Linked DNA regions of Arachis hypogaea: region 1 is linked to region 2. Evidence: chromatin contacts called from public Hi-C data. All regions are on one chromosome and are shown on one strand. Each heading gives the region's core, a stretch centred on a gene start, on an enhancer-like site or on the middle of the called end of the contact. The rest is flanking DNA. Distances are from core to core; before and after follow the strand shown. Region 1 has its middle 6.0 kb from the start of LOC112738054. Region 2 holds the start of LOC112718335 (LOB domain-containing protein 31-like).

Region 1 (3,038 bases), core at 470-2,969, 52 kb after region 2:
CAAAATATAACTTATAATATCTTCAATTATCATTTTCATCCTTTTACAGATCAACATTATAGAAATTTATAAAAAACGGTCCTGATTAAAATACATCTGATCTGCCGAAAAATTTCACCCCACCAAAATCCGCCAAAACTCACAAATTAGGCAATACGAGTTAAGAGAACTTTTTAATAAATTATCTAAGTCAATCCGATAAATTTCAATCTATTTGTCACCCCTACTCCTAACAAAAGATTGGCGCATTTAGCTTACTCATGCTTATTGGAAGAGCAACAGTTATATGGATAGGGTGGCTAATGCAAACCGCGCACCATCAGGTTTATTACTTTAGTTAATTTATATTTTATTGTTCCTAATTTTCTTTCGTTAGTTTTAAATTTGAAGCTGATAGAACGGGTATCTCTACTTTCAGAATAATAGTTGTAACTTATGCCTAATTTGTTTTCCTTAAATGGCATGTCCGGCCGATTGATATCTAAAAATAAGAGAAAAAAGATAAATAGATGTTTAATTTTTTAATTTAAAGACATAAATTTTTTATTAATTAAAAATATAAAAACGTCTCTGATCTTTTAAAATATGAGACATTTAAATTTTTTTATACAAAATATATAAGGATAAATTAGTCTCTCAAAAAAATTTAAATATTTCGCATTTTAAAAATTGAGAGACGTTTTTATATTTTTAATTAGTCAAAATTTTATTTGTCTTTGAGATAAAAAATCAAAGACCTATTCGTTGTTTGTTCTAAAAATAATGACACAAAGGATGAATATAAATAAAGTACACCAATATTTGGAAAAATTGTTTAGCCATTATTTGGAAAGGTTTAGAAGTAATTTTTTTAACTTTTAATTTATGAAAAGTCATAATATTAATGTTTTTAAAATTAACTTGTGACTTTTCAAAAGTTATTTAAAATGCTTATAAAAAAAGTTAAAAAAATTTTATAATAAAAAATTTTTATCACTTTTTTTTTAAATAAGTAATTCTATAACTTAAAAACTAAACACAAAATAATTTATGTATTAACTACTTTTAATATAAATTTTTATATTTTAAAATTTTAATTAAATTATTTATTCAAACTAACTTTAATCCTACATTTTCAGAAGATTAATATAAATTAAAGGTAGACCGTCATATTTTGAGTAATAATTTAAGATTGTTCAAAAGTACATAGTCTAGGAAGAATGATCTCGATGACAATGTTATAGAATATATATTTTTTCATTGTTCTGGAAATAGAAACACACCAGTCAATTCAAAGTTAATCGAGAATCGGTCATCTCATTAATTTGATTTAGACAAAAAATCAATTGCAAAAAAAAACGATCAAAGAATCTACAAAATCAATAAAAGACCTTAAAAAATCTGTTAAAAATTAATTTTAAAAATCCTTTCCTATATATATATATATATATATATATATATAATTCATCCCCAATTAAAACTTTTGAACCTTTAAAATCTTTGAACTGTTTATTCATTCGGTTTAATAATCAGTTGAGTTTTTAGAACATTGTATTTTTCTAATAAATACTTGGAAAGTTTATAATGTTGAAATAATTAATTACAAATCCATGAATCACAACTCAACCACTTATGGTAGTCACATGATGATAATATATATCAAGCTATATATAGCATAGGTTTGGGACCAAGTATCATGATCTATCATAAAAAAAAAAAAAAAAAAAAAAAAAAAAAAAAAAAAACACAATTTTTGTTTGTTTTAAGTGTCCAATGCAATGTAACACATGTTTTAATTGTTACCATATAGAGCAAGCTTTTGATGATGATCACTTAAACAAATGAATAAAAACATTTATGCATTTTTACCCTAGATATGGTGTGGCACCGGCTACAAATACATCCAAAATTTAATAAACATATAATATGAGATTAAGGGGGGAAAGAAAACAAAATGAAAAGGCTACAAAAAAAAAATGATGAAGCATATAGGATGGTCCCCTTGCTAAAATGTGGATTTTTCTTATTAAAATGTGGATTTTTCTTATTAAAATTAAATGTAGGAACAAAAAGATTACACATAACGTTTATCAGAGGATGCACTTATCCGTTGCTTTATTTATGCTTCCATGATTAGGCCGGGACATATATAATAACGGGATAATAATGTCAAAACAAATCTGACCAAAATTTTTCCTAATTTAATAATTCTTTACATAATAATAATAATAATAATAATAATAATAATAATAATAATAATAATAATAATAATAATAATCTTTTGAAAAATCCCTTAATTAAGTCTTGAAAAAACTTATGAAATTCCTAAGTTTGACAGAAGTTGATCAAGTTGATATTTTGATAGAATTTCTATTTTGGGAGGTTTCGAAAGTGATTTTCTAAACATTAGAGAAGTTAAAACATTTTCAGAATTTGTAATATTAGTAAATATATGACACTATTATATAATAGCACCCATGTCCCCCTACTCTTACCACTTTCTATTAGTGCTCTAATTTGATGTTCGAATAAAAAGACATAATACCTACAAGACATAAAAGTGAAGCATATGTGCAAAGTATTGCACGACAAATAGCTACAAGACATAATCACAATTATTTGAAAAGATGAAGATGAATGTATTTGTGCATTGGACATCCCAAACCACATCAAAAGAAGGCTCTTCAATCATTCTGGGTTAGGAAAGTCAATTAATTAATACAATTCTGTTTACCCCATGACATGATCAAATTGATCATTCAATCTAAGAAAAACCAAGATTGACTTGCTTCGGTTGAAAATCTATTCCGATTAAGGGTTTAAGGTTTAGAATTTTGATAAAACTTTTCATAAACCTTTTGTGCAATCTTAAATCAAATTCCCCACAACCACATGGGCAATATCATTAAGAATGACTTAGATTTGAGTATTTAGTTAGCTCAAAACATCGTTTGATTAATATAGCCGATCGATCATATCTAGTGAGAAAATGGCCCTTATTTTTTCTCTCTAGTTAGCTAAAGAAATAACAATGAAATACACATGCTGATAAACAGCCA
Region 2 (2,904 bases), core at 393-2,892:
CATATATATAATTTTTCCTTTTTTTTTCAAATAAATATCAACATTTCTAACCTTAATTAGTTCCTAGATTATTTATGGCAACAGAGTAGTAGTGCATGCTTCAAAATAATAATAAGCAATATTCATCAAAATTGATATGATGATAAAGTCTTCAAGATCTTCACCAATATATTCATTTATCTTCTGTAACCAAAGGCCACTGAATGAAGATCATCAACTTCATGAAAAGACCATTTTGTCCCACCATTTGTTTCCATCTCATAGGACATGGAGTTTGAAGAACTCTCTTCAAAGCTAGAGAATGAGTTTGAATTTTCATAGTAACTCCCATTATTATTAATTGGCTTTAGATCCATCATCATCATCATGGAATTATTAACATTGTTGTTGTTGTTGTTTCCATCACTAATACCATTATAAGAAGAATCATTGTTGTTGCACAAATTTGGATGAAGAGATTCAAGGCCACCCAAGTTTGAAGATGAAGAATTTTCCATATTGAACAACCAACTTTGAAGATCTTGAGGAGTAATGAAATTATTGTTGTTGTTATCAGCAATATTAGGTTTATCAAAGTATCTCTCATTATTAGGGTTTCCACCATTCACACAACTTTGTTGTGCTGCTTGTTCCTTTAGATATGTTAGCTGTGCTTGTAAATTCACCACCTATAAATTTATATCCAAACACCAAAAATTAAACTTGCACTTATTAATTCTTACCCTCATGCATATATAATAAGAGAAATTAAACAAGGTCAAATAATACTTGATTCAGTTGATTATTATGAATATTTGAAATTAGGTTACAGAAACCACAATTTGCCACACTACTTTAACTAAAAAAAAAAAAACTCTAGTTTTAGTATTTCAAAGGTGTTTCTTTTTTCTCTTATTCAAGTAGAAATTAAAATTTTCATTTCCTTTCATAGTTTATTAAACTACGCTAGGGTTTTCAATTATAAACTAATAAGCACATATTTAGTTACAAGATCAAAATAATAGAATAAAAATTATCATTCATATATATTCAGGCTTAATTAGTCTCTTTTTGATATAATTTTTTGAACTGAATTTTAAATTTTTTAACTCCTTTCAAATGAATAAAAGATATCAAGAAGAGATTAATCAGAGACTAAAATATTTAGTACCCATAAAAAAATTTATGCTAATTTTATTTTTCAAGAATTTGAATATATCCTAATTCAGTGAACTTGCGAGAGAAGATGAGAGGAAAGATGAAATGAAAACAAACCTGTTGCTGAAGGGCAAATATATGAGAGACACAGCCATAGATAGGATCTTGAAGCCTTGCCTGAGCTTCATACGAAATTGTGACGGCCGCTTCGCAGCGGTCGCCGACCGGAAGATGGGCAAGGAGCTTTGAGACATTGCTTGCACCAAACACTTTGTGAATGGCTGCAAAATGGGTAGCACCTTGTTCATGGCAGAAGTAAGGTGCAAAAACACAACCTCTCACACATTTTCTCCTCAAGAACTTGCAAGCACCACAAGGAGAACCAGAACCTGTCATCTTAATTCACCTTAAAAAAAAAAAATTTGATTTTGGGGTTTGAATTTTTTCTATTTTTGTGATGGTGATGAAGATTTTTTTTGGTTGGTTATAGGTATAACTCTTGAGCTTTGTGCAAATCTTAATCATTTCTCACCATCTTTATATACAATTTAGGAAGAGGAAGGGATTCATTATTATAAGGAATAATTAATTTCATTAGGTTCCCTTATTGGCCTACAGTTGTACATTATTTTTCTTATTTCCCCTAATATATAAATAAGAAAAAACTATCATCACTCCGTTATGAATTTTAATTTGTGTGGCAAAATAAAAATTTATAATTATAAAGAAAATTAGAGATTCCATTCAACATGCTTATACGACAAATGAGCTAGCATTAACCAAACCCATTTTGTTTGATGATTGGATCTATCTGCTCTTGTCGTTTCTCTTTTTTTTTTTTTTTTTTTTCATTCCCTAAGTCATTATATAAATAATATATAGTATGAGTACCTTCTTAATGTTATAGTCACAAGTGCATTTATTTGAACTACTTATATGGATGGATATACTTATTGTGAGGATATAGAACTTTGGGCAATAATTGTTTTACTAGTTGTTACAGTCTTAATGTAACTTTTATTGAAACTATTTGGAAGCTAGCTAGAGTAATTATATATATCTCTACCATAAGAAAACAAACTATTAAATATATCTATCAAATTTTTTTTTGTTGAATTTAATTTTAATGCATTATTAGTATAAAATAATTTATATTTAATCACATAATTTTATATTAATAAAAGATTATTTTTATTTTTAATTGCATAAATATATATATAATATTTTAATTTATATTACGAGTGCATTAAAATTAAATTTATCTATCTTTTTTATTTCCATCCCACATATCATAATAATATATGTATATAGTTAGGATTTGACTTGTATATAGCCTGAAGGTATGAAACAAATAAAGAGTTAAAATTTGTATAATATTATTACTTTATCCACTATATATATTCATATAATATATGCACATGTAATTATTTTAAAGTTTATCATATAAAATAATAATTAATTATGTTCTTAATCATTTAATTTATTTTATGAGCATGAGTGCATGTATATATAGGCATACCCTTAGTCTTGGCTAGGCCCTAAATAACTAAAGATAAAACAACAAATTAAGTTTAATGACATCCAGTTCAAAGCCCCCCAAGCCTATATATATTATTATTCCCATATAGTTTATAGTATTAAAAACCAAAATAAGAATAGTTCTTGGTAAATTTTCATGACATGCATGGGAGACAAGGGTTTATTATGCTTGAACTTTTCTTGTTAGGGTAATAAAATTTTCATTTTAATTACTAATAATATAGCACA

The links. Hi-C and Micro-C count contacts between places; a contact is called where the count stands out from the background.
Region 1: a contact with region 2 is called in a Hi-C map of an unstated tissue, with 2.2 times the contacts expected there. The contact joins the enhancer-like site here to the promoter of LOC112718335 in region 2. A contact is called at or near these places in 2 of 8 Hi-C or Micro-C datasets (leaf and an unstated tissue).

Annotation. Positions count from the first base shown.
Region 1 is chr2:13,344,177-13,347,214 of arahy.Tifrunner.gnm2.J5K5, forward strand. No RefSeq gene overlaps it. Among protein-coding and RNA genes, the nearest start is that of LOC112738054, 6.0 kb to the right of the region's middle. Within about 2 kb of position 1,720, at least 1 of the 3 cell types and tissues checked has open chromatin away from gene starts, as enhancers often do.
Region 2 is chr2:13,292,162-13,295,065 of arahy.Tifrunner.gnm2.J5K5, forward strand. LOC112718335 (LOB domain-containing protein 31-like) reads right to left here and starts at 1,643. Exons shown (of 2, transcript XM_025770121.3): 1 at 1,255-1,643; 2 at 46-668. The coding sequence starts at 1,533. The coding sequence ends at 177.